3 separate regions of the Mus musculus genome follow, and regions 2 and 3 are each linked to region 1. A link is a contact called in public Hi-C and HiChIP or PLAC-seq data. All regions are on one chromosome and are shown on one strand. Each heading gives the region's core, a stretch centred on a gene start, on an enhancer-like site or on the middle of the called end of the contact. The rest is flanking DNA. Distances are from core to core; before and after follow the strand shown.

What was found. A called contact is a pair of places that touch in the nucleus more often than the background predicts. HiChIP or PLAC-seq counts read pairs in DNA pulled down with a chosen protein or histone mark.
Region 2: a contact with region 1 is called in an H3K4me3 HiChIP or PLAC-seq map of embryonic stem cells, with 22 read pairs. The contact joins the promoter of Bcas1os2 here to the enhancer-like site in region 1. A contact is called at or near these places in 12 of 39 promoter capture datasets (the 3T3-L1 cell line, the C10 cell line, the HPC-7 cell line and 6 more), 5 of 15 datasets of contacts at CTCF or cohesin (CD8 T cells, embryonic stem cells, large pre-B cells and 2 more), 49 of 484 Hi-C or Micro-C datasets (B cells, the C10 cell line, CD4 T cells and 28 more), 9 of 115 datasets of contacts at active chromatin or transcription factors (the 230-238 cell line, acute myeloid leukemia, embryonic stem cells and 4 more) and 3 of 9 other capture datasets (adipose tissue, liver and pancreatic islet).
Region 3: a contact with region 1 is called in a Hi-C map of embryonic stem cells, with 2.2 times the contacts expected there. The contact joins the promoter of Cyp24a1 here to the enhancer-like site in region 1. A contact is called at or near these places in 6 of 39 promoter capture datasets (the 3T3-L1 cell line, the C10 cell line, embryonic stem cells and 2 more), 9 of 484 Hi-C or Micro-C datasets (B cells, the G1E-ER4 cell line, embryonic stem cells and 2 more), 5 of 115 datasets of contacts at active chromatin or transcription factors (T-cell acute lymphoblastic leukemia, bone marrow-derived macrophages, embryonic stem cells and 1 more) and 1 of 9 other capture datasets (liver).

What each region holds. Positions count from the first base shown.
Region 1 is chr2:170,043,998-170,048,655 of GRCm38.p6, reverse strand. It overlaps a transcript of Tshz2 not described here. Among named protein-coding and RNA genes, the nearest start is that of A630075F10Rik, 24 kb to the left of the region's middle. Within about 2 kb of position 2,140, at least 18 of the 459 cell types and tissues checked have an H3K27ac peak or open chromatin away from gene starts, as enhancers often do. A contact at or near this core is called in embryonic stem cells and uterus, where this site is marked.
Region 2 is chr2:170,354,039-170,358,463 of GRCm38.p6, reverse strand. Bcas1os2 (breast carcinoma amplified sequence 1, opposite strand 2) reads right to left here and starts at 2,103. Exons shown (of 8, transcript NR_040610.1): 1 at 2,066-2,103; 2 at 1,545-1,666. Bcas1 (breast carcinoma amplified sequence 1) reads left to right here. Exons shown (of 13, transcript NM_029815.2): 11 at 2,151-2,216.
Region 3 is chr2:170,495,489-170,500,266 of GRCm38.p6, reverse strand. It overlaps Cyp24a1 (cytochrome P450, family 24, subfamily a, polypeptide 1), which reads left to right and starts at 3,122. Exons shown (of 12, transcript NM_009996.4): 1 at 3,122-3,750; 2 at 3,903-4,093. The coding sequence starts at 3,493. It overlaps Gm16796 (predicted gene, 16796), which reads left to right. Exons shown (of 3, transcript NR_040367.1): 3 at 501-910. It also overlaps a transcript of Pfdn4 not described here.

The DNA of each region.
Region 1 (4,658 bases), core at 891-3,390:
CTCTGGCTGGGAGTGTAAGACTCACTCAGTGAGGTGTGAAAGGAGGGCAATGCTGAGAGGGAGCAAACTCTCAATCAGACCTTGGTACTTTCTGTTTTCCCTTCTGCAGGCAGCTGGCCTGGATATGTACCCAAAAGTGTGCTGGAGACATTGATACACCCTGTCATGTGTCTAGGGAATGGTGCCACCCACAGTGGGCTGGGTCTTTCTACTTCATTTAACAATCAAGGCAATCACCACACAGACATGCCCATAGACTACTATGATCTAGGAAACCTCAGTTAGTAAAATTAAAAATTAATTCTTTTTAAAACAGTAATATTAGTAGAAGTAGATCCCAGCCAAACCCCCAAGGGTGTAAGCCTTTTACTGTGGGCTTTGTCGAGGTTCACGAACAGTTGGGAATTATATGCAGACAAGAAGCAGCAACCCCTGTGGTGTTTGAAGCTCTCTGTTGCCACGGCAATAACTCATGCCTTCCACGTATTTTTTCTTTTACCTATACATTACTTTCAATGTAAGAAAAAAGAAAAAAGGAGGGAGGTCTGAAATAGCAGAGGAAATGGGACATAAAGGAAGGGGCAACACTATCGATGTGTCTCACATCATTTTAGCCAATACGAAGCAAGAAAGGCAGAGCCATGGCCTCCCAACATCACAGTTAAACAAAAGCAGAATCAAGACGCGTCCATCCACTGATGGAACAGTCCAACCGAAAAACATTTGAGAACCTCTTTGCCATAGTTTTCTTTCTGTTGCTCTGATAAAATAACATGACCAGAAGCGACGTAGGGGAAGAAAGGTTTATTTAGCTCACAATTCCAGGTCACAGCCTCCATCATCAAGCAGAAGTCAAGGCCACATGTTCCATGAGACTAAACTGAGGAGGACAGAGAATGAGTGTACCTAAGTCCACTTGCTTCCATTTAGCTCTTTCCTGCCTTGTATCGCTCAATACTCCCTGTCTAGAGAATGGTGCCACCCACAGTGGGCTTTATCTTTCTACATCATTTAACAAACAAGATAGTCGCCATGCACACATGCCCATAGGCTGGTATGACCTAGGAAATCTCCATTCAGGATCTCCCAGGTTTCCCTAGGTTGTGGCAAGTTGACATTTAAAATTACCCATGATTCCTCCTAGTGCAGCCTGGGCTCAACAAGAAGGTCTCGGCAACTATTTTTACAAACGTGGTTTCTGTTCTTGTCAACAAAGAGAAAACAGGACCACATAATAAAAAGTAGATTAGTGTGGGGCTGGAGTGATGGCTCAGCTGTTAGGAGCACTGGCTGCTCTTCCAGAGGTCCCTGGTTCAAGTCCTAGCACCTATATGGCAGCTCACAACTGTCTCTAACTCCAGTTCCAGGGGATCCAACATCCTCACACAGACATCCATGCAGGCAAAACATCAAAGCACTGCACTTTTTTTTTAAAAAAATTAAACCAATGTTGCTGAGGGGAGGCAAAGGCTGTTTAGGAGGTTTTTAAACTAAGGGATAGTTATGGGCACTGGAATGATAGATACCCAATGCAGGGAGGTGGGAAACAGGCTCCACAAGGAAGTAATCATTCTAATTGATGAAGTAGGAGCAAGCCTAAACCTACGGAGAATCTCAGTAGTGAAACTCTGAAGGCGGGGCATGCAGGGTTCCTTTCGCATGGAAGGAGCAATCAAGTGAAACACTGAGGGCTGAACTGGGTGTGGTCCCTCATGCTTGGAATCCTGGTGCGGGGCAGCTGGAAGCTGGGGGGTTCACAGTGCTGAGCCAGCCGCGTGTGCAACATTGTAAAAAATTCTGTCTGAAGGCAAAACACAAAACGAAACAAAACAAGATGTAGACTTGTTTAGGAAATACTTTTGTGTTAGCTTGACACAAGCTACAGTCGACTCAATTAAGGAAATGCCTCCTTCAGATCTGGACAGAGGGATACCTTGAGGGCGTTTTATATATTAGTGATTGAGGTGGGATGGAGGGGGAACAGCCCAGCTCATTGTGGGTGGTGCCATCCATGGGCTGGTGGTTCTGGATTCTATAAGAAAACAAACTAAGCAATCCAGTAAGCCACACCCCTCCATGGCCTCTGCATCAGCTCCAGCCTCCAGGCTCCCTCCCCTTGGCTTCCCTCAGTGGACTGTGACCCAGGATATGTAAATCAAATTGTCCCTTTCCTCCCTGGGTTGCTTTTTGGTCATGATGTTTCATCACAGCTATAGGAACTCCAACTGAACCAGGGTGAGTGATAGTCCCTGTCTTTGCTTCTCTACTCTGTGCCTTTCTAACTGGGATGTAAACTCAAGGAAAGCAGTATTCCGCTCCCAGATTAGAGGCAGCCGAGGGTCTGCAATGGGCCTAGGGCACAGAGAACGCCTCGTAATCGCTTGTAGGATGAGCTGGTGCTGGTTACAGTCAGTCATAGACTTTATCTGCTCACTTCACTTCGCCAAGAGCTTTTATTACTTTCATTTTCTCTATATAGGCGGTCTGCCTGCATGCTGTGTGCGCCACATGTAGTACCCATGGAGGCCAGAAGAGGGCGATAGATTCCCTGGAACTAGAGTTACAGATGGCTATGAGTCACCACGTGGGCGCTTGAAACTGAACCTGTGTCCTCTGCAAGAGCAGCAAGTGCTCTTAACTGCTGAGTCATCTCTCCAGGCCCGTCTGACTGACTGTCTACCTGTTTGTAACCAGGAAGGTCTTTCCTTAGGAAAGAAAGGAGGAGCCAATCTTGCTGCTTGCCGGAAGTATCCAGTTGAGATCTGGGTTGCGTGTGTGTGTGTGTGTGTGTGTGTGTGTGTGTGTGTGTGTGTGTGTGTGTGTGTGTGTGTGTGGTAGGGGAGCACATTTGAGGGTGTGGCGGTCAGAAGGTCAGGCAACCTTGTTTGAGCATTTGTCTGTTGTTTGATGCCTCCTATACCTGACCACAGGCTTCCAGGGATTCTCCTGGCTCTGCCTCCTCTCATGGTACAGGAGCACTGGGATATCACGTGGCTTTGCATGGGTCCTGGGGCTTCCGGCTTGTGGTTTATCACTGAGCTGTCTGTCCAGCCAGAGTCCTCCACTTTTGATTCCATGGATCCCCTGTTGGCTTGCCTGGCTGTCACTAACAATGATTATTATAGAGTGACCATTCTAGCAACTTAGAAAGATAGTTCTTTTTAATCTCCCTTATCAAGTGAGGAAAGCATTGTTTGGATAAAAGTCATATGTCCAAAATCATGTATGCTAGAGGGACACTGAATGGTTTCTTCCTGTTTCAGGGTATCTTGGCTAGCACTACAAAGTCAAAGGCCTGTCTCATGTTTTAACAGAAGTTACCAGACACTACTTAAACCATGCCATCAAAGTGAACTTCACCCGTGATAAGACATGTCAGTGTCACGAAGCTCCTGAGAAGGGCACACGTCTCTATGGTATTACAGTGGGAACCCTGTCCTCGGGGCACGACATGGCTGTTGCCATCTCGAATCAGAACATCTGTGGTGAGCCACAGGAGTCCCTCGCAAGATTGAGGTCATTAATGTTTTCATTAGACATCTGCCCGAGATTCCAGCCACTGTTCTCCGTCCCTCCCTTGGCTTCTGGTAACCATGCATCAGTTGGTGTAGGGGCTTGGGTGGGGGTAGGGGACTCCTGTGTAAGGGACACAGAATGTTGGCTTTGTGTGGGTCTCATCCTGGAGTGGGACTTTCAGGTCGTGCAACTGCCTTTGGGAAGCCCATTAACTCCCTAGGTCAGCAAGGTAATGCTGCTGCTTTGCTTTGCTGTTGTCCTGTCCCTAGTAACAGTCACACAGCAGCTGTTCCTTTGTATACCACCTAACATCTGTCCAGGGAGCAGAAGACATTAGACAAAGCCAAAATGAGAGACAGCTCACGAAATAACCGGCCAGTGCTTGTCAGAGGATCCGTGTCACAAAAGACGGGCTGAAGAAATGACTCCACGGACAAGAGCGTTGGCTGACTAAGCAGAAGACAGGGCTGGGATCCCCAGTAGCCATGTAAAAGTCAGGACGTGGCTGCAGGCACCTGCTAACTCCAGTGTCGTGGGGGTGGAGACAGGTGGATTGCAGAGGCTTGCTGGGTTCTGCGAGAGGTCTCAAGGGAATAAGGTAGAAACCAATAAAGTGGGCCACTCAGTGGTCTCCACACACAACATGAAATATTAAATTAACCGATCAGAACAGAATACAGCACAACATGGGAAGACTTAGTGGTAAGGACCAAGTAGCTGTGGCCGCTAAATCTAACCTGAAATCCTGAGTTAGGTCCTAGGAAAGCAAAGAAAATGACTAAGAAGTGGGAACATTCAAACATGTTCTGAAGTTTGGTGGCTAGACTGTCAGCACCGATTTCTTGGCTTTGGTCGTTAGACTGTGGTAGGGTGGTCTCCCACAGCAGTGACAAAGCCTGTGGCAGGGTGGCCTCCCACAGCAGTGACAAGCCTCTCCACTGCTTTTCCATCTGTCTCTCTTTTGAACTTTCCATGTGTGCTTGCATCTGCTTTCCCCTCTGTAAGTCAAATATTTCAATATAGGAACTTTTAAAGAGCTGTTGGATGCAATGAGAGTCATCAAGCAACAGGGGAACCTATCACCAAGGACCACTCTTCCCTTTTGTCAGCCTACCTAGGAAACGGGCCAGAAGAGCCAAGAA
Region 2 (4,425 bases), core at 854-3,353, 310 kb before region 1:
GCAGAGAAACGGCAATGATGAAAGCGTTTAAAGTCTCAAAGCCTCCATTGACAGACTTCCTCCAACAAGGCCACACCTCCCAAGCCTCCCCAAACAGTGTCACCAACTGGAGCCCAAGCATTCAAATAACAGAGCCTTTGGGGACATCCTCATACAAGCCACCACACGTCTGTATTTTGCAACTGAAAATTTTCCCAGGGGGTAGGGGGAGATGGGTGGCTCGTTTGGAAAACTGTTTGACTTCCAAGTGTGAGGACCTAAATTTCACCCCTGGAGCCCATATTTAAAAGACCAGGTGACACATGCTTATAGTCCCAGCACCGGAGGGACAGAAACAAGCAGATCTCTGGAGTTCACTGGTCAGCCAGTCTAACTAAGTTGGTGAGTTCCAGGTTCAGTTGACTCTGCTTAGGAGGCGAATGCATTCTGGGGAATGTTTCTCGCGGTGAAGAGACACCGTGACCAAGGCAACCCATAAAGGGAAGCACTTGACCGGGAGCTGGCTCACAGTGTGTTAGATGGTTAGTCTGTAACCATTGTGATGGGGAGCGTGGTGGTACACAGACAGGCATGGTGCTGGAGAGGCAGCTGAGCCCCCATACATAACCACAGGACACAGGAAGGGAGAGGGGGTGAGAGAGACAGAGACAGAGAGAAACAGACAGAGACAGACAAACGGATTGGCTTGTGCTTTTGAAACCTCAAAGCCCATCCCACTGACATACTTCCTTCAGTAAGGCCCCACCTCCTGATCCTTTCCTCTGACACTTTGAGCGTCATCTCTCAGACTGAAGAGCAGCATCTAACACTAATCCCTCAGAATGCATTTGAGCTCCTGTAAGGTTTTCTTTGTCGTGCGTGTCTGGTATGTGTGCTTATATATGTTTGCCTGTACCTGTGCACATGTGCACCTGAGGCTGATGTTGAGAGTCTTCCTTACGTGTTAAGGGTGTGGTCTCTTGGTTGAACCAGGGGCTCTCAGATACAACTAGCCTATGTTAGCCAGGAATCCTGTTTCCACCTTCCTCCAGTGCACTGGAATCACAAATGGCCGCCATGCCCACCCAGCCTCTTGGGGTCTGGGCTCTGTCTTCACACCTGCCGCTTGCATGGAAGGTGCTTTAGCCACCCGGCCAGCTCCCGACCCGCCTCTCATGTTATCAGGATGAAGTGTTCTGAGCTGTGCTGTGCTCTGTGAGTGTGTGCTGTCTGCTAAGAGAACATCCCAGTTGATAGCGGTGCAGTTGGGAGTCCCCGCTTCCTGAGCAGCTGGGAGGAGATGATACTAACCAATGAGCGCGCATCCTCACGTCACGTGGGAGTTTGAGCGCACCAGCACAGTTTGTGGCCAGTTAGAGCACAGCTCAGAGCCCCCTGAGGAGCTTGTTAAACACGGGTGGCTGAGCCCCAGGCCCAGAGTTTCTGATTCTGTGGATCTGGATCTAAGCAGATGTGAAGAACTTACATCTCTCTAACGAGTCCCCTGGTGAGTCTGGTGCCTCTGGGCCTGTGGCCACACCTTTGGAACCGGTTGCTTAGCTCACCTGGTTGAAGGAATCAAAGATGCAGATTTGACTAGGTACCGCCCTGTTGAGGAAGCCACTGGCTCTAGGGGGCGCTAAAGGATGGAGGATGGGTGCTCATTAACTCAACTCTCCTCCACTGCCTAAAAGTAGCAAAAAAAAAAAAAAAAAAGTTAGCAGGCAAGTTCATTCATTTATTCATTCATTCACTCATATCTCTAACCTCCTTTTCCTTCCAACATTACTTTCTTCCCCTCCTTCTTCTGAAAGAGGATCTCATTTAGCCTAGGCTATCTCATAGTCCTACTGCCCCCGCCCCTAAATGCTGGGTTTACAAGTGTTTTCCTGGGGAGACAGGAGCAAATGTCTATTTAGCTCATATATAATTTTTATTTCATTTATTTGTTTGATTGATTGTTGTTCCTTCGGGACGCTAATACTTGAATTCAGCAGACTCTGATGACACAGCCCCAGCTCTCCGAGTGACCCCTTTCCATTCCTGTCTGTATCCTAAATATCAAGGATAAATGAGGGGGGTTCACCGTCGTCATTGTCATCGTCGTCGTGCGTGCACCTGTGCACCGTTGCTGTGGTTACTGAAAGGATACTGTCTGTTTGTTGTTGTAGTCAGTGAGATCGAGCGAAGGGATCCCCCGCTCGGAAGAAAGTAACGTGAAAGACTCCAGCTGCCAAGTAAGTGACCGTGAACTCAGCCTGCGGGCAGGTTCAGCCTCGCGACCTGGAAGTTCATATCCACTTGTGAAACATTGCCTGGTTAAGCACCCACTGTATACCCAGCAGTATTGGGCTCTACAGACATGGTATGGGGCGAGTCCTCAGCGCTTCTCTCTCCATGTAGAAAGTTTCTTCCCAGACTTCCAGTGTTAGCAGAAATGTCACCTCCTCAAAGAGCTCCTGTGCCCCGCGGTCATCCCTGTCATAGAGTTTGCTCCCTTCTTGGTGCTGTAACAATTCTCATGTCTCTCCTGATCCTTCCCACCCATGTCTGGAACATTGTAGAGCAAGCAGGTGCTTCTAGGTTTCTCTCATCTTCTGTGGTGTCTGGCACAGAGACTTATTAGATCAACAATGCTCATCTCCTTGCTTTCTTTACTATTGACAAACAGAACGCTTGACATCTGTGCAGGTGCCTTCCTTTAAAAATGAGACCATGGGCTGGGTGGTGGCCCGCAGCCCTCTTCGTACAGGGTTTGCCTCACACATGGGAAGCCCTGGGCTCCATCCTGGCACTGCATAGAACCAGGCATGGTAGCACACGCCTGCAATCCCAGCACTTAGGAGGCAGAGGGAGGAAAATTAGCTGTTCAACATCATTACTAACCCCCTATTTTATAATACAGCACTCTTTTAATTTAAATAGATACTTCCATAAAAAATATCAGAGCTCTTTTGTTAACTTTAATAATACAAAGAAGTGCTTAAAAGCCTGTGTTTTAGACTCAAAGGGACTGGGTCTGATCCTGGCTTAAAGGGTTTTTCTGTTTGCTTGTTTTTATGGATTTTTTTGCTATAGTTGTTTGGAAAGATTGCCAATCTCCCAGTCCCTCAGTTCCCTTACCTAGGAGGATGTAGGGGACGCAGACTCCATAGAGCAAGCGTCCTGCCTAGATGAATCAGTACTGGGCAAGCACTAGGAACACTCCTGGTGTGGAGGCTCAATAAACAATTTAATGTCAGGGTAGGCTGCCAGAGCGAAACGCCATACAGTGAGTGACTCAAACCACAGGAATTTCTCTCACACGTTTCTGTTGGCTGGAAAGGCTACAAGCAAAGTATTGGCGAGGTTCTCTCCCTTGCATGCAAATGGCTGCCTTCCACCTTGCAGGGGAAACGGGAGGAAAGAGGAGGAACGAGGGAAGAAGAGTGCCCCCTGGTGTCTCTTCCTAGAATGACGCTAAGCCTATGAAATCAGCTCCATCTGTAGGACCTCATTTAACGTGAATTGTTACTTTGTTGCAAACATAACCACAAAAGGAATTCGTTTTCAGGGGGTGAAGTGGAGTTGCATGATTCAGCCAACTGCGGTGCTCCTTGTCATTATTGTCAAGCTGTTGATAGGGATTCACCATCCTATTATTTTGCTTATAGCACATGAATCTACAGCATAATTCAGATTTCTACTTCTATTAATAATTATGAAAGTATATGTTTTCATATGTTATGAATATAATATTAGAAATCATGATGTTTTCCATTTATTTTTTATACCTATATTGGACCCCCAAATCTACACACAATACTGGGCACTTTGGTGCCCAAACTTTCAAAGGTTCACCTTAGAAACACAGTAAACTTACTTTATACAAAAAGGAAAAGACAGGCCAGTGAGATCCCTCAGTGGGTAAATTCTGGTCGTGACACCCTGCCAACCTGAGTTTAAATCCCAGACCATACAAAAAGATGAATATCGTGGTACACATTTGTAATCCCAGGTCTCCTATGGAAAATGGGAGGCAAAGACATAATTACCTGGAAGTTCATAGGCCAGGTAGCCTGGAGGACACCGCACAGAATCAAAAGCAAGCAAAGACCCCCAAAGCAAGAGAGACCTGCCTTAACAGGTGGAAGGAGAGAACTGACTCTGAAAGGTGTCCTCTGACATGCTCGTGCACACACACACACATACACGATGCATACTGCACACACATGCACACACACATGCCACATACCATACATACTGTATATACATGCACATATACACACACATGCCACACACGCAGATACACTACACATACATAAACACATCCGTCATACACACAGAAATATACTACACATACTACACACACATACATACGCACATGCCATACACACAGATACCCTACACATGCTGCATGCATACAAACACATACATATACACATAATCCACACATACATACCACAC
Region 3 (4,778 bases), core at 1,873-4,372, 450 kb before region 1:
CACTCACACTCACACACACTCACACACACTCACACATACTCACATATACACACTCACACATATTCACACATACACACACTCACACAAACACACACTCACTCTCACACACTCACTCACACTCACACACACTCACTCACACACACACTCACACACACTCACTCACACACACTCACTCATACACACACTCACACACACACACACACACACACACTGTCATGTGTGGTTGCATAGTAGAAAGGCTAGGGTCTAATGAATCTAATCAATCTTTGCAGGAGATAGTTAGGATTTCTCAGAACAGTAGAGGTGGCCTGGGCAGATCTTGGGAATGGGGTTGGCTCTTAGGAGCCACTTTCAGATCTTTCTTTAGGAATTTCTGAGAGGTAATGGCTGCATGCCTCACAGAGGCCATGGAATGAGGGAGGCCCAAAGCCCAGGAAAGAAGGTTAAGTTCCTGAGAGTATGCGCAACATAATCACTTTGGTGTTCTGAACCTCTTCCAGGACTGACAAATGTCCCACTCAATGGACCTCCAATAAACTCTATGCTGAGACTGGGGACTCTCCCCAGTGAACAGGAGACATGGACTTCTATGAATCTGAAATTCTCTAATTTACTTCTATAAATACACTAGCTAATAATTTCCTGTACTTCTGAGTATCTCTTTGTAATTCATGAAGCGGTCTAGTGCTAGCATTCAGTGTGGCACATAAGTTTAATCCCAGCACTCAGGAGGCAGAGGCAGGCAGATCTCTGTGAGTTCAAAACCAGCCTGGTCAACATAGCAAGTTCCATGACAGCCAGGACTACATCGTGAGACCCTGTCTCAAAAACAAAGCAAACAAAAACTGTCTAACGTTAAACTCCCAGGAGAATCTACTTTGTCTGAAACCTGTCTCGGTCTTGATCATGCAAAATAAAAAAAAAAAAAAGGAAAAGAAATAGTAGCTCACTGGCTGAAATAACAAGACAGTTGTCACACACACCCAAGGATGGGGTCTTTGCAGCATCCAGGCACAAGTGAGAAGAGATGCGGAAATAACACCTCCCTCTAAGGATGCATGCTCTCTGCCACTCTCTGCCACGTACCCAAACGAGAAAGTTCTGATCCCACCCTCCTCTGGGGCACATCGTCATGGAAGGAATACTTCCATCGCCATGGAAGAGAGTGATATGATTGGCCAGGTGATGTTAGGCATGGTGAAATAAACCATCAGCCAACACTCTAGAGGTGGAAACAGGAGGATGAGGGGTTTGAGCTAGCCTGGGCTATGAGACTGTCTCAAGAAAGCAATAGAAATAATGATACATATGGATGTCGATGCTGAAGAGTCAGGCTGGGTTAGAAACTGGGATCCAAATGCCATTGGGGCTACTAATGTCTGTGACAATGGGCAGGGGGGTGGGGGTGGGGTTACGGTTCTTTCACGTGTTTTTGATGTTGAGCTGAAGTGAAATTTGTCTCCTGGCACATACACAGCAGAGAGCTGCCTTGTCTGGCCTCAGTAGGAAAGGATATGCCTAATCCTGCCAGAGACATGATAAACCACGAGGGTGGGGGTGGGGGGTATCCTCTCAGAGGTGAAGGGGAAGTGGAGGGAGGAAGTGTGAGGGGATGGGGGAGGGGGCAGCATTTGGGAGGTAAATACATAAATAAATTATCAATCAATAAATAAGTATTGGAGTGAAATTCCAGTTTTGTCACAGGCTCTTGAAAGTCTAACATATGGTACTTTCACATGGCCTACAGTGCACTACATATATTATAAAATGTATGTTTCACAGAAACACAAGAGACTACATGAACTTATAGTGCATGCCGTATACACGACAGTGCATATTAACATTGATCTAGTGGATTTCATATAAATTATTGCATATATGCAGTTTTTGTTTGTTTGTTAGCACGACCTCTTAGGGGAAATTCGAGACGACAGTATTGGAGCACAAATCACAAATTTGCAAAAGCCTTTCCAGAAGCAGACAGGTGTTTACGGAAGACTTTGCTATTGCTTGGGTCACAGTAACCTTCGGTCAGGTGACTGGAAAGCCGAGGAGGAAAGTCTCTGCCTCCTGCCTGGTTGCTGGCGCTTGGCATTGGAACAGCAGGAAACAATATGAGTCACTTTAAATCAGTGAAGACCAATTTCCTTTCCAGAATTAGGAAAGTGAGCTCTAATCTATCCAGATACAAAAGCAAGGGTGCATCTGTGGCTAACTCTGCCTGCTTTAGGGAGAAAGTGGGGGCGCTTAGGAATCGGTGGGTGCCTCTGCTCTGCGAAGGGTGGGCGGTGTGCAAGAAGGAAAGGCTTAAGGGGACATTGGGAAGCACTCCAAAGGAACCAAGCCATGCCCTCAAGGCACTCCACAGTCTCCCGCAGAACTAAAGCCACTAGCATCCTTTGTTGAGGACATACACCTGTGTACGTGCATTCATTTATTCGGTTCCCTAACAACCCAACCCGAAGCATCGAGGAATCTGGTAAGGAAATTCTGCAAATCGCATTGGGCTTTCTTGCCTAGCTTAAGACCCTGGGTAAGAAAATTATCTCCGCCCCCCCCCCCCCCCCACTTGTTGGTATATCCTAGTAAGTTTCAAATCCTCTCTTCCTTCAGAGGCTCAAAAAGGCAACATTCATCCAAAGGAAGTCCAGCTCAGGCTACGAAAACTTGTCTCCCGGGATGTTGGGAGGCAGGCTCGCTCTCCACTCTCTTGGCAAGCGCGGGCGGTCTTCCGCACTGTCCTCAGGAACCTTGCCCGCCCTGAGTGGCGATTGTGCAAGCGCAGCCTTGGGCTCCTGCAAGGCCGGCTGCAACCTGCAGGAGGAGGGAGAGGAGGCGTGCTCGCAGCGCACCCGCTGAACCCTGGGCTCGACTCGCCTTTCTCAGGTTATCTCCGGGGTGGAGTCCACCACGGTGCGTCCGCCGGGCCAGCAGCGTGTCGGTCACCCGAGGCCCCGGCGCCCTCACTCACCTCGCTGACTCCATCCTCTTTCCACACCCGCCCCCCGCGTCCCTCCCATCCTTGCCAGTCGGTCCCCCTCCGCCCTTATTCAGCGTGCTCATTGGCCACCTCCAGCATGCCCTGTTCCCATAAATACGAGGTCCCTAAGCCCGGGAGCTCGGGGAGGCACAAGGAGGTACATCAGACCTGGCGGCATCCCTTCGACCCTCCTTGACCCCTCGTGGCTTTAGACCTTAGAAGTCAAATTTGCAAAGCCACAGAGTACTCGGGCCAAACCCCGGCCGCTCTTCCCCAGCCACTGTGGCCAGCTCAGGGCAGGGACCTGCGCCCTAAACAACTGCACCTTGCAGCATCCCTGGGCATCTGCCTCTTCCAAGTCCATCCTGTTGTACAGTATTTTACCACACCCGCGGCTTCTGTTTGCCTCTCTTCCCCAAATCGCCAAAACTTCAGAACCCAACAGCACTTCCGAAATACCTTACCCATTTCAGTCCCTACTGCTCCTCGAGTGTCACGGGTCGCCTGCTACTATGAGCTGCCCCATTGACAAAAGGCGCCCCCTGATCGCTTTCCTGCGCCGGCTGCGGGACCTCGGGCAACCCCCAAGGTCCGTGACATCCAAGGCGCACGTGAAGCGTGCGCCAAAAGAGGTGCCCCTCTGCCCGCTGATGACCGACGGTGAGACTCGGAACGTCACCTCCTTACCTGGACCCACCAACTGGCCACTGCTGGGCAGCCTACTGGAGATTTTTTGGAAAGGTGGCCTGAAGAAACAGCACGACACACTGGTAAATAGTTTGTTTCCTAATCACCTATTGTCCCCTGTTCCCTATTCCTTCCGGTCGGGGTGGCAGGGGGAGCTCAGGTCAGCAGCTCGAGGCAGAAGCGCCCGGGGCACCTGAGGATGCGCGCTGATGGCATTTGGCCCGCCCCGCTGCAGGCAGAGTACCACAAGAAGTATGGCCAGATTTTCCGGATGAAGCTGGGCTCCTTCGACTCGGTGCATCTGGGCTCGCCGAGCCTGCTGGAAGCTCTGTACCGCACAGAGAGCGCGCATCCCCAGCGGCTAGAGATCAAACCCTGGAAAGCCTATCGGGACCATCGCAACGAAGCCTACGGGCTGATGATCCTGTGAGTCAGTCCCCTCTGCTGGACGGAGACGATGGGAGGCTGGACGTGCGGGACAGTGGGGAAGGGGAGTCGTTAGAGTTCCCTGGGACGTATGGACAACGAATATAAAGCCCCTGCTCTACCTAGAGCTGGTGCCATCCTGAAATTGTGCTGTAGAGAGTGGGTTCCCCTCACAAGCTATTCAGTGAAGGGATGCACACATGCTGCCTCCCCCAACAGGACACATCAAAAGCACCATGCCCGCTTTATTTGGGCTTCACCTTCCAGGTGTCGTCTTGGGCAAGACTTAACCCTAACGTCAAACCAAATATTTTAACGTTGTTTGACAATTTTATACGTGTTTATAATGTATTTCCGGTCGCATTCATCACTCAGTGCCCTCTCTGATACTCCCACCCACTCCTATTGAGATTCTCCCTTGTCCCAACAATTCTCTCTCCTATTTTCATGTTGTTTTTATTTTGTGTTTATAACTCCCTGAGTTTGCTCGCATGACCATAGGTGGGGGTCATTTAGAGCACAGACATCTTGTCAGAGCCTACACCACTGAGGAAAATAACTACCATAAACTATCAGCTCACGGAGAGACACAGTGAGCCTCTTTCGGGTCAGTGATGGCTGATGGCGGCCGCGAATATTCATTGAGAGCTAAGATTCCTGAGACTTTTCCAGGCGATCTTCAGGG